2 separate regions of the Callithrix jacchus genome follow, and region 1 is linked to region 2. A link is a contact called in public Hi-C data. All regions are on one chromosome and are shown on one strand. Each heading gives the region's core, a stretch centred on a gene start, on an enhancer-like site or on the middle of the called end of the contact. The rest is flanking DNA. Distances are from core to core; before and after follow the strand shown.

Evidence for each region. Hi-C and Micro-C count contacts between places; a contact is called where the count stands out from the background.
Region 1: a contact with region 2 is called in a Hi-C map of induced pluripotent stem cells, with 3 times the contacts expected there. The contact joins two enhancer-like sites. A contact is called at or near these places in 3 of 3 Hi-C or Micro-C datasets (induced pluripotent stem cells and skeletal muscle).

Annotation. Positions count from the first base shown.
Region 1 is chr7:81,365,010-81,372,817 of calJac240_pri, forward strand. The region is part of intron 1 of TMEM53 (transmembrane protein 53); the gene reads right to left. Among named protein-coding and RNA genes, the nearest start is that of TMEM53, 13 kb to the right of the region's middle. Within about 2 kb of position 4,227, at least 5 of the 16 cell types and tissues checked have an H3K27ac peak or open chromatin away from gene starts, as enhancers often do.
Region 2 is chr7:81,319,786-81,326,537 of calJac240_pri, forward strand. It overlaps RNF220 (ring finger protein 220), which reads left to right. Exons shown (of 17, transcript XM_078331531.1): 3 at 1,631-1,763. Among named protein-coding and RNA genes, the nearest start is that of TMEM53, 58 kb to the right of the region's middle. Within about 2 kb of position 4,791, at least 2 of the 16 cell types and tissues checked have an H3K27ac peak or open chromatin away from gene starts, as enhancers often do.

The DNA of each region.
Region 1 (7,808 bases), core at 2,977-5,476, 45 kb after region 2:
TGGAGGCAGGAAGATTGCTTGAGCCCAAGAGTTGAGGCTACAGAGAGCTACGATTGCACCAGTGTACTCCAGCCTGGGTGACAGGGCAAGAGCCTGAATCTAAAAGCAGGCTGGGAGGGGAACAGTTTAGATTTAAAGGAGCCTTTGGAGTACAGTGGTGCAATCATAGCCTTAAGGAACAAAATAGATGTAATGTGTGATCTGAGATTGGATCCTGGTTTGGGCACATCTGCTGTAAAGGATGCTTTGGGGACAATTATGGAATCTGAATCTGGACTGGAAACTAAATGAGATGAACCTCCCTATCCCTGTGTCCATGCCCAATCTTTCATTAAACTGTCATTCTACCTCCTGACAAGCTCCTCTATCCATCACCTTCCCTCTACTACCACCCTCAGCTCCGAGGTCCCAACTACCCTTTGTCCTTGGATCATGGCAAGCCCCTCTGAACTCACTTCTGGCTTCCAGCCCCAGCCCTCCAATCCCTCCCCCACTCTACATCAGGGACTTTTGTTTGTTTGTTTTGAGACAGGGTCACTTTGTTGCCTGGGCTGGAGTGCAGTGGTGCGATCTCGGCTCAATGCAACAACCTTCACGTCCCAGGTTCAAGCGATCCTACCAGCTCAGCCTCCCTGGTAGCTGGGACTACAGGTGTGTGCCACCATGCCCGGCTAATTTTTGTATTTTTGGTAGAGATGGGGTTTCACCATGTTGGCCAGGCTGGTGTCGAACTCCTGACCTCAAGTGATCCACCCACCTCAGCCTTCCAAAGTGCTGGGATTACAGGTGTGAGCCACCGTGCCCAGCCAAGAGGGACTTTCTGACTCACAAATCTAACATCACATCTCTGCTTAAATCTCCTGAGGGCTGACCCCCTCCAAGCCCCACCTCTCACCAGGTTCCTTTACCTTCATTCTTTGTCCCAGCCACACTTGACTATTCCTGGTCCCCTGCCTGGCCTCAGGGATCTCAGGCTAATGAAGAAGCCAGACAAGCCGAGTCCAGTGAGCAGAACTCAGAAGCAGCTGAAACTGGCCGCAGAGTGAGGCTGTCTATAAAAGGCGACACCAGAGCCCCAGCCCCGGAGACTGGGGAGAGGCTTCAAGCTCAGAACTACATTTTCCCCCTAATCTCTCTCCCATTCCAGGGCCACCCACACCTCAGGCAGGCAGGAAGTGGACCTGAGTGAGTGGAGGGATGCCGAGGGGAAGGGGACTCAGCTGGCCTTTCTTCCACATGTGCCCTGCTCCTCAGTCCAGGGCTTCCAGCTGGCAGCTGCGGCTTTCTGCACCAGGACCCCTGCAGGAGGCTGCTTGGGGGAGAGATCTGGGCTGAGGAGGGGAGGGTGGAGTTGGAGGCCCAGGAGGTGAGATAAGCTTCCAAAATATAACCAGGTCCTGCTAAGGCCCTCTCCTTAGCAGGTTACCACGGCCTCTGCATCCGACTCTTGGTTGGATGAAAAGAAGCACAAATCTTTTCCAAGAGGCCCTGCTAGTCTGGGAATGTGAAAGGTGACATGGGCAGTGGTAAGACAGAAACTCACCTGGTGGGAAAGGTGGAGGTCCTGGGAGTACAAGCTATGCCTAGACACCCAGTCCCGGCTCCTGCTGCCCACAGAGGCACCAGCCAGTTAACAGGGACTGGAGCCTGGGCCAGCTCCACAACTAGGGGCCACATCAAGACTGGGCCGCCCGCTGTGGGATGCAGGAGGGAGGAAGGGGAAGCCATGAGGAGACTAAAGGGCCCAGACCAGGCCACAAAGCTGGCAGCAAAATGGAGATAATCCCACCAAGTCCCTATGACTCCATGCCTTCCTCACAGGCTCTTTTTAACTTTTTTTGAGACATAGTCTCTCTCTGTTGCCCAGGCTGGAGTGCAATGGCCCAGTCTTGGCTCACTGCAACCTCCATCTCCCTGGCTCAAGCTATTCTCCTGCCTCAGCCCCCCAAGTAGCTGGGACTACAGGCACGTGCCACCATGCCCAGCTAATTTTTGTACTTTTTTTTTTTTTTTTTGAGACAGAGTTTCATTGTTGTTGCCCAGACTGGAGTGCAGTGGCACTCAGCTCATCGCAACCTCTGCCTTCTGGGTTCAAGCAATTCTCCTGCCTCAGTCTCCCGAGTAGGTGGGACTATAGGCGTGCACCACCATGCCCAGCTAATTTTTGTATTTTTAGTAGAGATGGAGTTTCACCTTGTTGACCAGGATGGTCTCAATCTCTTGACCTCATGATCCACCCGCCTTGGTCTCCCAAAGTGCTGGGATTATAGGCGTGAGCCACCGCACCCGGCCTAATTTTTGTACTTTTAGTAAAGACAGGGTTTCACCATGTTGGCCAGGCTGGTTTCAAACTCCACAGACTGTTCTTAAAGCCATTCCCAGGCCTGCCTCAAAGATGGTCAGCCCTCACTGCAGCCCGGGGGAGAGGGCACCAGAGTACTCACCCTTTTGTGGTAGATGGCGCTGTACTTGGCAAGGTTCTTATCCTTGCAGCCACCCCAGCCCAAGAGAATCACCACAGGCTGCTGAGTTTCTGCCTCCTTCCCACCTGGGCTGGAGCTGTTCTCTGAAACACAGATGTGGACTGTCAACACCAGAGCTGGGGTGGGGGTGGGGGTGGGGGGGACTGCCCAATCCAGAGCCAGCAGCACTCTGGCTACTGCAGGCAGGGAACCAATGGGTGCCAGGCCCAGGCTTCCTGCCAGCGCATGTGCTCCAGCTCCCACCTCGTGCTGCTCCAGCTGCCTTTCTGCAGGCCTCTCAGGAGACACCATGGAGTCACCGGACAAACCAACACAAGGGCACCTTTCTTTAGAGACTCAAAGATAGCCCAAGTGAAGAAAGTAAATACCTTCTCCCTGCCCTTTCACCTTCTGATCCAGGGCTCAGCAAACTACAACCCCAGGGTCAAACTGGGCACACTGCCTATTTTTATATGGCCTGTGAGCTAAAATAATTTTTACATTTTTAAATGGTTAAAAAAATCAAAAGAATATTTTGTGACAGGTGAAAATTATATGGAATTTAAATTTCAGTGTCCACAAATACAGTTTTATTGGAACATGTCACACTCATTATTTACTTAGGGTCTCTGGCTCCTTTCGCACTAAAAACAGCAGATTGGAGTAGTTACAAGACCAGGTGACTTACAAAGCTTAAAATACTGACTGGCCTGGCCGGGCGCGGTGGCTCATGCCTGTAATCCCAGCACTTTAGAAGGCCGAGGCGGCTGATCACAAGGTCAGGAGTTCAAGACCAGTCTGGCCAAAATGGTGAAACTCCGTCTCTACTAAAAATACAAAAATTAGTTGGGCGTGGTGGTGGGTGCCTGTAATCCCAGCTACTCAGAGGCTGAAGCAGTAGAATTGCTCAAAGCTGGGAGGCAGAGGTTGCAGTGAGCCGAGATCATGCCACTGCATTCCAGCCTGGGCCACAGTGTAAGAATACATCTCAAAAAAAAAAACAAAACTGGCCCTTTACAGAAAGAGTCTGCCAGCCCCTGTTCTAATTCTATGAGCAGATAGAAGAAGAGGGTCTTTTTTGAGATTGAGTCTTACTCTCTCACTCAGGCCGGAGGGCAGTAGCACAATCCTGGCTCAAGGCAACCTCCAAATCCTGGGTTCAAGCAATTCTCCTGCCTCAGCTTCCTAATTAGCTGGAATTATAGGCACCCACCACCACGCACAGCTATTTTTTTTTTTTTTTTAAGAGTAGAGGAAAGGTTTTACCACGTTGGCCAGACTGGTCTTGAACTCCTGACCTCGAGTGATCTGCCCGCTTCAGCCTCCCAGGAAGAAGAGGGTCTTAAAAGTATAAATGGATAGGACAGTGCAGACAGGGACATGAGACTGACTGACTCTGGCCTATACCAAGCCACCTACCCTGTCTGCAAGAGAATAATAACAGCCTATATTTATTGAGGTTTAACAATACTCTAAGGCAGGTCCTCTTACTATAGATGAAGAAATTGAGGCAGAGTGAGGTTAAGGTACTTGTCTAAGCAGAGTGTAGAGCTGGGAATCTGGCCCCTGCTCCCCACCCTCAACTACTCCAGCACTGTCTGTGCTGCCACCCCATCCACAGCTGGTGATATCGAAGAGGCACAAGCCAGCTGCCACCACCACCAGGGCTGCCTTTGAAGAAGCCTCCCTGCAACCTTGTCAAACAGACCTCATCTCATTTCCCCTGCAAAGTGAACACCCACTCCCTCAGGGGGACTTCTGTACCAGGACCGTCTGTGGCCAGTTCATCTGCACTCCCAAAAGGGCCGGCGTGTACCCTTCCAAGGAACAAGCCACTTGGCTATGCTCAGCTGCCACCCGGAAATTTATGGATGCCAGGAGTGACCTGGCAACAGTAAATTTCAAGGCTAGTTAAGAGGCTGGTAAATATAAATCACTAACCTTTGGACAAAAGGAAGACAACAATTTCCTGTGGAAATTAATGTGATTGAAAAGTTCAACGTTCCTGCTCTCTAGTAGTGGTGACTCTGGCCTTCAGAGATTAACTGCCCGCACCCGTGGAGGTCCCAGGCCTGGTTGCAACTCAGCCTGGAGCAGAAGCTGCCAAAGCCTCAGGCCCCTGCTGACACCTGCCAGCCCTCCTGGCCTCCACAGTGCTGGTTCAGCCTCTGGTGAGGGACACAGTCCCACAGGTCTATCTCAAGCAGCTCCAAATATTCTCACCACTTTTCTCGGCCTAGTGTCCCCATCTTCTCCCAGATGGCTCTTTACCTGCACTAGCCTTTCTCAGTGGGGACCCGGCTCAACCTTGCTGGATATGACTCTGCCCATGAGGCTTGGGCTACCGCAGCCTCATGGAGAGTAGTCCGCAGCTAGTGTTTGAAAGTGCTTTTGCATCTCCGAGGCCCAGCAACTCGATTTCCAAGACCCCATTCTGGGAGGCTCCCTTACCTCTGCAGCTGTCTGAGAATGGGCTCTCCTTCCCCTGCCTACAGGGTTTCCCATATGCCACCCCCAAGACACCAGCCAAAGGCTTTGGGATTTATTACAAATGCAGAAAAAGCAACCAAGGGAGGTCATATTCCCTGGTGGACATGAGATGTCAAGGCCAGCCCCCACCAGCAGAGATGGTGCATTCCCCATTGCCAGAGGTTCAAACAGCTGCTGCTCGGCCTCCAAACTGCCCCTCCTCCTGAGGCTGGGATTTGTAACTCCGTTTCGCTGGCAACCTTGGCTTTCTTTACCAACTCAGGCAGGAATGACTCTTCACCCTCCATGAAGGTGAATAAACCCTCAGAATATTAGCACCCTGGACAGACTACCTACTCCCATAGCCCAAGCTTTCTGTAGTATTCTTTATTGATTTATTTATTTTTGGAGACAGGGTCTTGCTCTGTTGCCCAAGCTGGAGTGCAGTGGCACAATCACAGCTCACTGCAGCTTCAACCTCCTTGGGCTCAAGCAATCCTCCCACTCTGCCTCCTGAGTAGCTGGGACCACAGGCGCATGCCACCATAACCGATTCATTTAAAAAAAAATTTTTTTTTTCAGAGGGAGTTTCACTCTTTCCCCCAGGCTGGAGTAAAGTGGCGGATCTTGGCTCACTGCAACCTCTGCCCCCCTCTCCGCCCCCCGGTTCAAGGGATTCCCCTGCCTCAGCCTCCCAAGTAGCTGGCATTATAGGCACCCACCACCACACCCAGCTAATATTTGTATTTTCAGTAGAGACAGGGTTTCACCATATTGACCAGACTGGTCTAGAACTCCTGAGCTCAGGCAATCTGCCCGCCTCGGCCTCCCAAAATGCTAGGATTACAGGTGTTAGCCGCCACGCCCAGCCAAAAGTAATTGCTATGGCTATTGTTATTTGTTGTCACATTAGGATCATGATTCTTCCACCGTCTTGTACGAACTCCTGCCCCTTTCTTACTTACTCCACTGGCCATATCACCCTCTGCCCCTCCTGGTGCTGATATCTCCTGGCCTCTAGCAGGTGACCTTGAGGCATTGAAAATTTTGGTCCCTGGCCTGATCTCCCACTCTATGCAAAGACTTACCAGAACCCTGTACAAGCAATCAAAAACGCCTAGTTCCTAAACCATTACAAACTTCTCTCAGCAAAAACTGCTAACACACAGCATGATGTGTCAGGCCCTATTCTGAGCATTTCACGTATCAACGCATTAGTTATTCACAACACACCCGTAATCCCAGCACTTTGGGAGGCCAAAGCAGGCAGATCTCACTTGAGCCTGAGAGTTCAAGACCAGGCTAGGCGACATGGCAAAACCTCATCTCTAGAAAAATTAGCTCGGCAAGGTGGCACATGCCTGTAGTTCCAGCTCCTCAGGATGCTGAGGCAGGAGGATAAGCCCAGGAGATCAAGGCTGCAGTGAGCCAAGATCATGCCACTGTACTCCAGCCTGGGTACAGAGTGAGACCCTATATTTAAAAAAACAAAAATTACAATACTCTTATGAGCAAGAATTCTCTTTTTTTTTTTTTGAGACAAAGTCTCATTGTGTTGCCCAGGCTGGAGTGCAGTGGCGCAATCTCGGCTCACTGCAACCTTCACCTCCTGAGTTCAAGCAATTCTCTGCCTCAGCCTCCTGAGCAGCTGGGACTACAGGTATGCACTACCACGCCCAGATAATTTTTGTATTTAGTAGAGACGAGGTTTCACATTCTTGGCCAGGCTGGTCTCAAACTCCTGACCTCGTGATCCACCTGCCTCAGGCTCCCAAGGTGCTCCAATTACAGGCATGAGCCACTGCACCCAGCTAAGAATTCTCATTTTACAGATGAAAACCTAAGACACATAGTAAACAACTTGCTCAAGGTTACTTGACTAACAAGCAGTGAAGCTGAAATCCAAACCCAGGTGGTCTGACTCCAAAGACCAGCTTGTATCTACTACCCTAGCCAGCCCCCTAGATAACAAAACCATCTCTATCACATCAACTCCAAACCTGTATGCATGGCTGCCTCCTGTACATCAAAAGACCCAATAATGACCTCATCTACCTGCTTCTCCCAGCCAGGACTTCAATATATGCTCCCTCATTTGGTCTTGCAACCATCCTAGAAGTTAGCTACTATTACTATCTCCATTTTACAGATGAGAAAATTAAAACACAGAGAGGGAAAGTCCCTTTCCCCCAAAAACATACCTCCAGGAAACAGCAGAGCCAGCGCCCACTCTCTGGACCAGCAAGCTCTACTGCCTCCACCAGCCGGACCTGCATGTGCTGTTCTCCAGCCCATGATGCTGATGCTCCGTGTTCATGCTTTGTTAATGCCCACTCCACTTACAGAGTCAGCTCACTACTTACTTCCAGGAAGCATTCCTTGACGCCCTCCCCAAGCCAACCCCTTCTCACTACCCCCACCCCAAACTTCAGACTGAGTGAGGTGCCCCTCCTCTGTACTGTCACAGCACCCGCCACCACACCACTACACTTAACACACACTGCACTGACAGGGTCATTAGGAACAGGTAGAAGGCTACTATAAAATTCAAGGCAAGAGATGGTGAAGGCCTGAACGAGAGCAGTGGAGAGACAGATAGGGAGGGGTAGAAATTACAGGGAGAAAACAGAGTCACAAGAATTCTGGAACATGTATCAGAAGTCTCAAAAACATGCAATCTTTGTTGAGCATGGTGGCTCAAGCCTGTAATCCTAGTACTTTGGGAGGCCAAGGTGGGTGGATCACCTGAGGTCAGGAGTTCAGGACCAGCCTGACCAACATGGTGAAATCCCATCTCTACTAAATACAAAGAATTAGCTGGGCATGGTGGCAGGTGCCTGTAATTCCAGCTACTTGGGAGGCTGAGGCAGGAAAATC
Region 2 (6,752 bases), core at 3,541-6,040:
ACGTCCAGACCAGGGCCACATCTGCTGCTTTCACTCAGAGCTGCCCTCCAGCTGTTCCCTGAGCATCTGAGGCACAGCCACCGATCAGCAGGGCTTCCTCCCCTCCTCAGAGACCTTGCCACACAGACTGGAGCCTCCCGGATGGAGGGAGCTGCTTTCCCAGCCAGCAAAGGTCATCTGGCTTCTAGGACAGTCTGCTCTTCAGGCCCAACTTTCCTCTCCCTCTCTCTTTTCCTCCCTCTTGCTTCATCATGGAGCATCTAGGCTATGTCAGGCCTGCTAGAAATTGTCTATAAATATAAAGATAGATAAGAAATGGTCTATCCCACAAGGAACTCACAACTTATTCATTAACTCATTCATTTGCCTGGTATACTTCCAAGGTACAGCTTAAATTTCACTTCTTTGGTTAAGCCTTCTCTTTTTTCCAGTCCTCAAAACACACACCTAGAATGAATTGCTCCTTCCTTTGAGCCCTCAGATGACTCTATCTGGGCATCCAGGGGAGCTGTGATCATCCTCAGTCTTTTGTCAAAGGGAAGTGGGTTCTGTGTTCAGCCTGAACCTGAGGCTTCCTCAAGTACAAGGTTGCTAGAGTTCACATATAAAAATAACTAGACATCTAGGTAAATTTGAATTCTAGAAAAATGGTACGTAGCTTTTAGCATAAGTTGTCCCATGTAATACTTGGGACATAACTTACACTAAAAAAGTTCATTTTCTGAAATGGAACTGAGCATCCTCTGTAGAGTCTGGCAGCCCTACTTAGGCAGCCATCTTGCTCATCACCTGCATGGCCTTTACCTCTCAAAAGCTGATTTTGATCCCCCTCCAAGCACCAGTGGAAAGAAGAAGAAGCAAGGAAGATCTGGGCTCAAGCTAAAGTCCTTTTAAAGCTGCTGTCCCAGCCTTTGTTTAGTCAGAGCATCCATGAATACACAAGGATATTTCTAGACTAACAGAGCTCCTCAACCCCACACCTGTAAGCAGAGGTTACAGAGCATTGCATGTCCCCATGAGTGGCAAGGGAGGAGGTTTAAACATCCCAGCCGGCCAGGCACAGTGGCTCACACCTGTAATCCCAGCACTTTGGGAGACCAAGGCAGGCAAATGGCTTGAGGCTAGGAGTTTGAGACCAGGCTGGGCAACATGATGAAACCCCATCTCTACAAAAAATACAGAAATTAGTCCAGCATGGTGGTACATGCCTGTAATCCCAGCTACTCAGGAGGCTGAGGCAGGAGAATCACTTGAACCCGGGAGGCAGAGGTTGCAGTGAGCCGAGATCATGCCACTGCACTCCAGCCTGGGCAACAGAGCAAGACTCTGTCTCTAATTAATTAATTTTTAAAAGAAAATAATAGACATCCCGTGGTGGGGCAGGTATGTCCTAATATATTTCTGAGAAGGGTGGCTGACTGAGGAGGTACCATTCATGGCCACAGCCTCTGGAGCTGCAAGGAGGACGGGTGCTCCTGGGCTCTGAAACCCTCAGGCCTCTCCTTCTTGGCCTTCTAGGCCAAGAAGCCCTAGAGGGCAGCAGCAGGCTTGGGTTTGAGGACTGGGATGCTGGGTCTGCCTCCTGGACTAGCCCAGCTTATGCGTCTGTCTGTTCTTCTCCCCTCATCAGGTAAGAAGAAAGCAGCGGCATTGTTCGACAGCCAGGCCCCGATTTGCCCCATCTGCCAGGTCCTGCTGAGGCCCAGCGAGCTGCAGGAGCATATGGAGCAGGAACTGGAGCAGCTGGCCCAACTGCCCTCGAGGTAAGCCACCTGCTGGGGAGCCTGCCTGCTGGAGGAGTCCACTCAGGGTTCTGGCCACCAGATCCCACACCCCAGTCCCTTGGGAGAAGACAGGACCCTGCCACCCTTCTCCACAACTCCATTTCAATCCTCAGATCCTTCCACTGAATGGAGCCGCCTTCCTCTTCTTGCTCTATTTTTGGAGATAGGAGGAGAGTGACCCCTCAGGCCCCAGCCTCAAAGGAAAATACAGAGGAGCTGAGCCACTGCCTCAGGTCCAGCACTGCCATGTTGAGCCTCAGAGCAGAATAAAAGCAGCAGGTCCCCTGGCAGGCCCCTCACAAGTACAGCCTGGTCCTTCTTCCAGGGCAGTGGGCTACCTTCTCTATGAATCTCAGTGTCTGAAAGATGACAATCTTGAGAATGTGCTCAGGTGTGTTCCCCACTGTCCCACCCACCCCACCCCCAGCCTCCCTCCCTTTTCCCTGCCTGGAGGACTGGGCTGAGCCTCCTCAAAGGCCTGCTGGAGGAGCCAGGTTATCAAAAAGAGTAGAGGGGAGGTGTGACAAATTACCTAAAATCTTAGCAGTTTAAAGCAACCATTTCATTGTGCTCCTGGAACCTGTGGGGTCAGGAATTCAGACAGGGCACACAGGAGATGGCTGCTGTCTGCTCCGTGATGTCTGGAGCCTTAGCTGGGAAGACTTGTTGGCTGGGAGCTGGGTCATGTGGAGGCTGCTTCCCTCACATGCCTGGGGGTTGATGCTGGGACCTCAGCTGAGAGTGGAATCAAAGCTTCTCCATGTGGCCTGGGCTTCTCCATGTGGCCTGGGCTTCCTTATAGCCCATCTCCGGGTGGTTGGACTTCTTGCATGGCAGCTTTGGGGTCTAAAAGCAAACGTTTCAGCCAATGAGATGGAAACTGGACCACCTTTTATAACCCAGCCTGAAAGTCACTGAATCTCACTTCCACTGTATTCTATCAATGAGGCAGTATTAGACCACCCAGAATTCAAGGGGAGGGGACATACACCTCCCTTTTGATGGGAGGACTGGCAAGGCCAAACTGTAGAATCGTATGTAGAATGGAAGATATGGTTGCAACCATCTTTGGAAAATATAATCTGCTACCGAGGGACAGCTTGCCCCGCTCCTCCCAGCCCCACCCCTTATTCAGTTCAAGTCATCAGACTTGACTGATCCTCCTTCTGCCTTCTCACTGAATCTCCATGCAGAGTGCAGGGGATCCCACAGTGAATCAGAATGATCCCTGCCCTTGGAAGTTCATAGCATGAGGGTAAGGAGGGTTGGGTAGTAGAAACCCAGAGGGATAGAGACTGCTATACAGGAAGAACTGGAGCTGTGGGGTGTCAGGGAGGCACCAAACCCAGCACAGAGCACAGAAGGCTTCCTCAGGAAGGTGAGGCCTGAGCTGAATTTTGAAGGAAGAAATATTTAGTCATGTATCGCTGTGTTACAAATTATCCTAAAACATAGCAGTTAAACAACACACATTTATAATCTCCATTACTGTGGTCATCAATTTGGGAACAGCTTGGCTGGATGGTTGTGGGTGGTTGCTGCTACTGGCTTGGAATCTCTCATGAAGCTGCAGTCAAGATGTCCACCAAGGAAACAGTCACCTGAAGATCTGACTGAGACTGCAGGATCTGTTTCCAAGATGCTCACTCACGTGGCTATTGGCAGGATATCTGCCTCCTTTTCTGCCTCAATTCCCCCACATGTGGGTCTCTCCATAGGACAGCTTGAATAGCCCTATGACATGGCAGCTGACTTCCCACAGAGCATGAAATCCAAGAGAGGACTAAGGAAGAAGCCACAGTGCTTCCTATGATCTACTTTGGGAAGTCACACACTATTGCTTCCACTCTGTTCTATTCTGTTCATTAGGAGCAAGTCATCAAGTCCAGCTCGCACTCAAGGGAGGAGAATTAAGCTCTATAAGCCCTACCAGTTGAAGCCATCCATCTTCTATGCCAAGAATCCATAGGCATAGAAGACTATACTAGTGGTAATAATAATAATGCTTGTTGAGCACTATGTGCCAAATGCTTTACACTGCATTAATTTATTTAATCTTCACAACAACCCTCTGAAGTAGGAAATAATAATTGCTCCCATTTTACAGAGGAAGAATCTGAGGTGCAGAGGAGTTAAGTGACATCTCTAAGATTGCACAGCTAGTAAGTGATGAAGATAAGATTCAAACCTAAAGTAATCTGACTCCAGTACCCATGCTTTTAATCACTCCCCATCCCCACCACCCCACACACACACCTGGGATTGGCCTGCCAGTGGCAGAAAGTGGAAAAAAAAAATCCTTCTGCAGTTGAGTTCCATATTTTGGCTGTCCAGGAAGGGTCCTGTTTAATTTGCTCCCAGAGGAGGACTTCTACTAACAGGGTCAGAGAATAGAGGCAGAGGATAGAGGGGCCTGCCCAGCCTTGTAAAAGCAGTGTGCCCCTAAAAGCCTGGAGAATGGGGGCCCCAGCTCGCTTTTCTGCCTCCTCCGTGAGGGCCACTCTACAGTGCAGTCCCAGGTGCTCCACACCTGCAGTGTCCAGGGCATGCACTTCTGCCAACAGCCTTCCTTGTTCCACACCCCCACCCACTACCCTGCGCAACCCCTCGTCCCCCACATCCTCCCAGAGCATCCCCCTTTTCCATTTCCCCGCCCCGAGCTCCATGCCTCTCGCGGCTCTGTCTTGCGTCCCCGCATCTGTAGCCCTCACGTCGCGGCCCGGCCCAGCACCCTACGCCCATACCCGCTCCGAACGTGCACGCCCTGCGCCCCCAGCACGCGCCCCCCTCCAACCGGGTGTCTGACAGCCGGACAGCGGGATCTGCACAGCAAGTGAAATTCCCGTCGGATCGATAAAGCCGAAGCGCTGGCGGCGACGGGTCGATGGTTTTATCTGTCTCGGCCCCGCCGCGCCCGGCGCGCTGACAGTCGGACCGGCCGGCAAAGGCGTTCAAGGGCAGCCGCGCCCGCGCCCCCTCCCCTCGCTTCTCTCGCCCTCCCTCCCTGCGGCCGCTTCGCCCACCGGACTGCAGGCTGGACCGGCCCGCCGCCGCCCTCGTGATTTATCTGGATTTTTAATTGGAAAAAATTTGCGAATTAATTGATTTCAGGAACTTGCCAATTAACATTGTAATTGGGTGCGTGATAAATTCCCAAGGAGCGTGTCAGCTCCCTCCGGGCTGACGGCCGCGCAGCGGGGAGCGCGGAGAGGGCCCCAGCCTCGGCTGCCCTTGCTCCGCCCCTGCCCGCTCTCCGGAAACCGGGACTGCAGAGGAGGTTGGGAAAAGACAACACACTGGGGCTTCTAAAACCCCATCTCCACTCCCCACCATCAGCTCCCCGAGCAGAGGGGCCTGAGACCAGCCATTTCACAGATGGAGAAACTGAGGCCTGCAGGAGGGTGTGTGTGCCTCACTTCCAGGTTCCTGGTAGAGCCCAAATGAGGGCAGCTCCATCCACCAACACACTGTGGTTGGAGGCTTTCTCCCCAGCTCTCCCTCCCCTCCCCTCTCCATTCCTCTCTGCTGCGCCCTTCTTCCCCCTACTGGCTCCTTCCTCTTCTCTCCTCCAACTGTCCCCTTTTCTCTCCTACACTGCCTTTGCCTCTGTTGCCTCCTTTGCCCTCCCTGGCCTTCCTCAGCCTAGCCAGCTCCTGCGTCTGTGGATGCTGCCACCAGGTGCCCTCCATCAACCTGGACAGGTCCCCCCGCCACTTGACTCCTGCCTAAGGGGCTCTTCAGACTGGCCTGGTGTTCTGCCTTCTGCCTCCCTTTGCCCAACAGCACAGAGCAGGTCCCTCTAGGAGCAGGCTGCTATTTCAGACACACTCACCGGCTCAGAGAGAGAAGCAGGGACCTTCCAGTTCCAGAGCTAGGACTGGCTGTGTTTCAGATACAGGCGCAAACATATACAGGACACACAGGTGCACACACACCCCCATTCCAACACACAGATGTGCCCCCACACACACACCCTGAAAGAAGCCATGTCCCATGGATGTCATTCCCATAGGTACATGGGCATACAGACATAGGAAGAGCAGTCAGAACTTCCATTGGCAAAGTCCTTAAACTTTTCAAAGCATTTTTCAATTTGAGATCAGAGGTTGTGCCAGCACTCTCTGCCTCACCCCACCCTTTATCTTTCCCCTTCTCAGTCCTGCACAGGGGCTCCAATAGACCCCAGGACTTGGCCAGGTAGAACAAGGAGGGCAAAGTTAGATGGAGGACAGATTGTGGAGGGCCTTTAGTGCTGGAGGGCATTCTCGATGGGGTGGAGAGTAAGCTGAACATTCATGAGCCAGGGTGAAGCTTGGTCAGAGAGAGACAAGCAGGAGGGGCATGGTTTCGAGGCCAGTGTGGAGTGTGGGTTGAGTGTAGAAGCAGAGAGACAAGAGAGGAGGTTGGGCGGGGTCCAGAGGAAAGTTGGTGAGGCTGACCCAGGACAGTGACAGTGGCAGTGGGGATTCAGAAGAGGGAATGACAAGAGACCAGGTGGAGGAAGAAGCCACAGGACTTAGTTAGGGTGCTTATTGGGAGGAAGCTTTCTAATTTGGATGACTGGGAGAGTGATGGTAACAGAGAAGCAAGTGTCTGAGGGAAGGAAGGGACACTGGGATGGTGATGGGGAGGCACTGGATGTATGGAGAGACAGACAGGGACATAGAGAGATGGGGGCTGGAGGTTGATGGGTGGGGTGTGGAGGAGGGTTGGCCTCCAGACTTCCCAGTGGCCCTCAGGCAGGAGTTTCCACCCAGAGAGATGAAGGAGCCTGGGCATGGAGAGATTGCACAAAGCTAAAAGTGGGGCTTGGCTTGGTGGGGCCTGAACTTAGAAAGAGATATTCTCTGGGAGGCTTCTGGAGCCACCCAAGATCTGGCCTCTGGGCTGGGAAGCCAGCTCTCTGGCCAGCACTTTAAAAGGACTGAAAGAAGCCAGAGGGAGGCTGGGTGACTCTAGAGGAGAGGC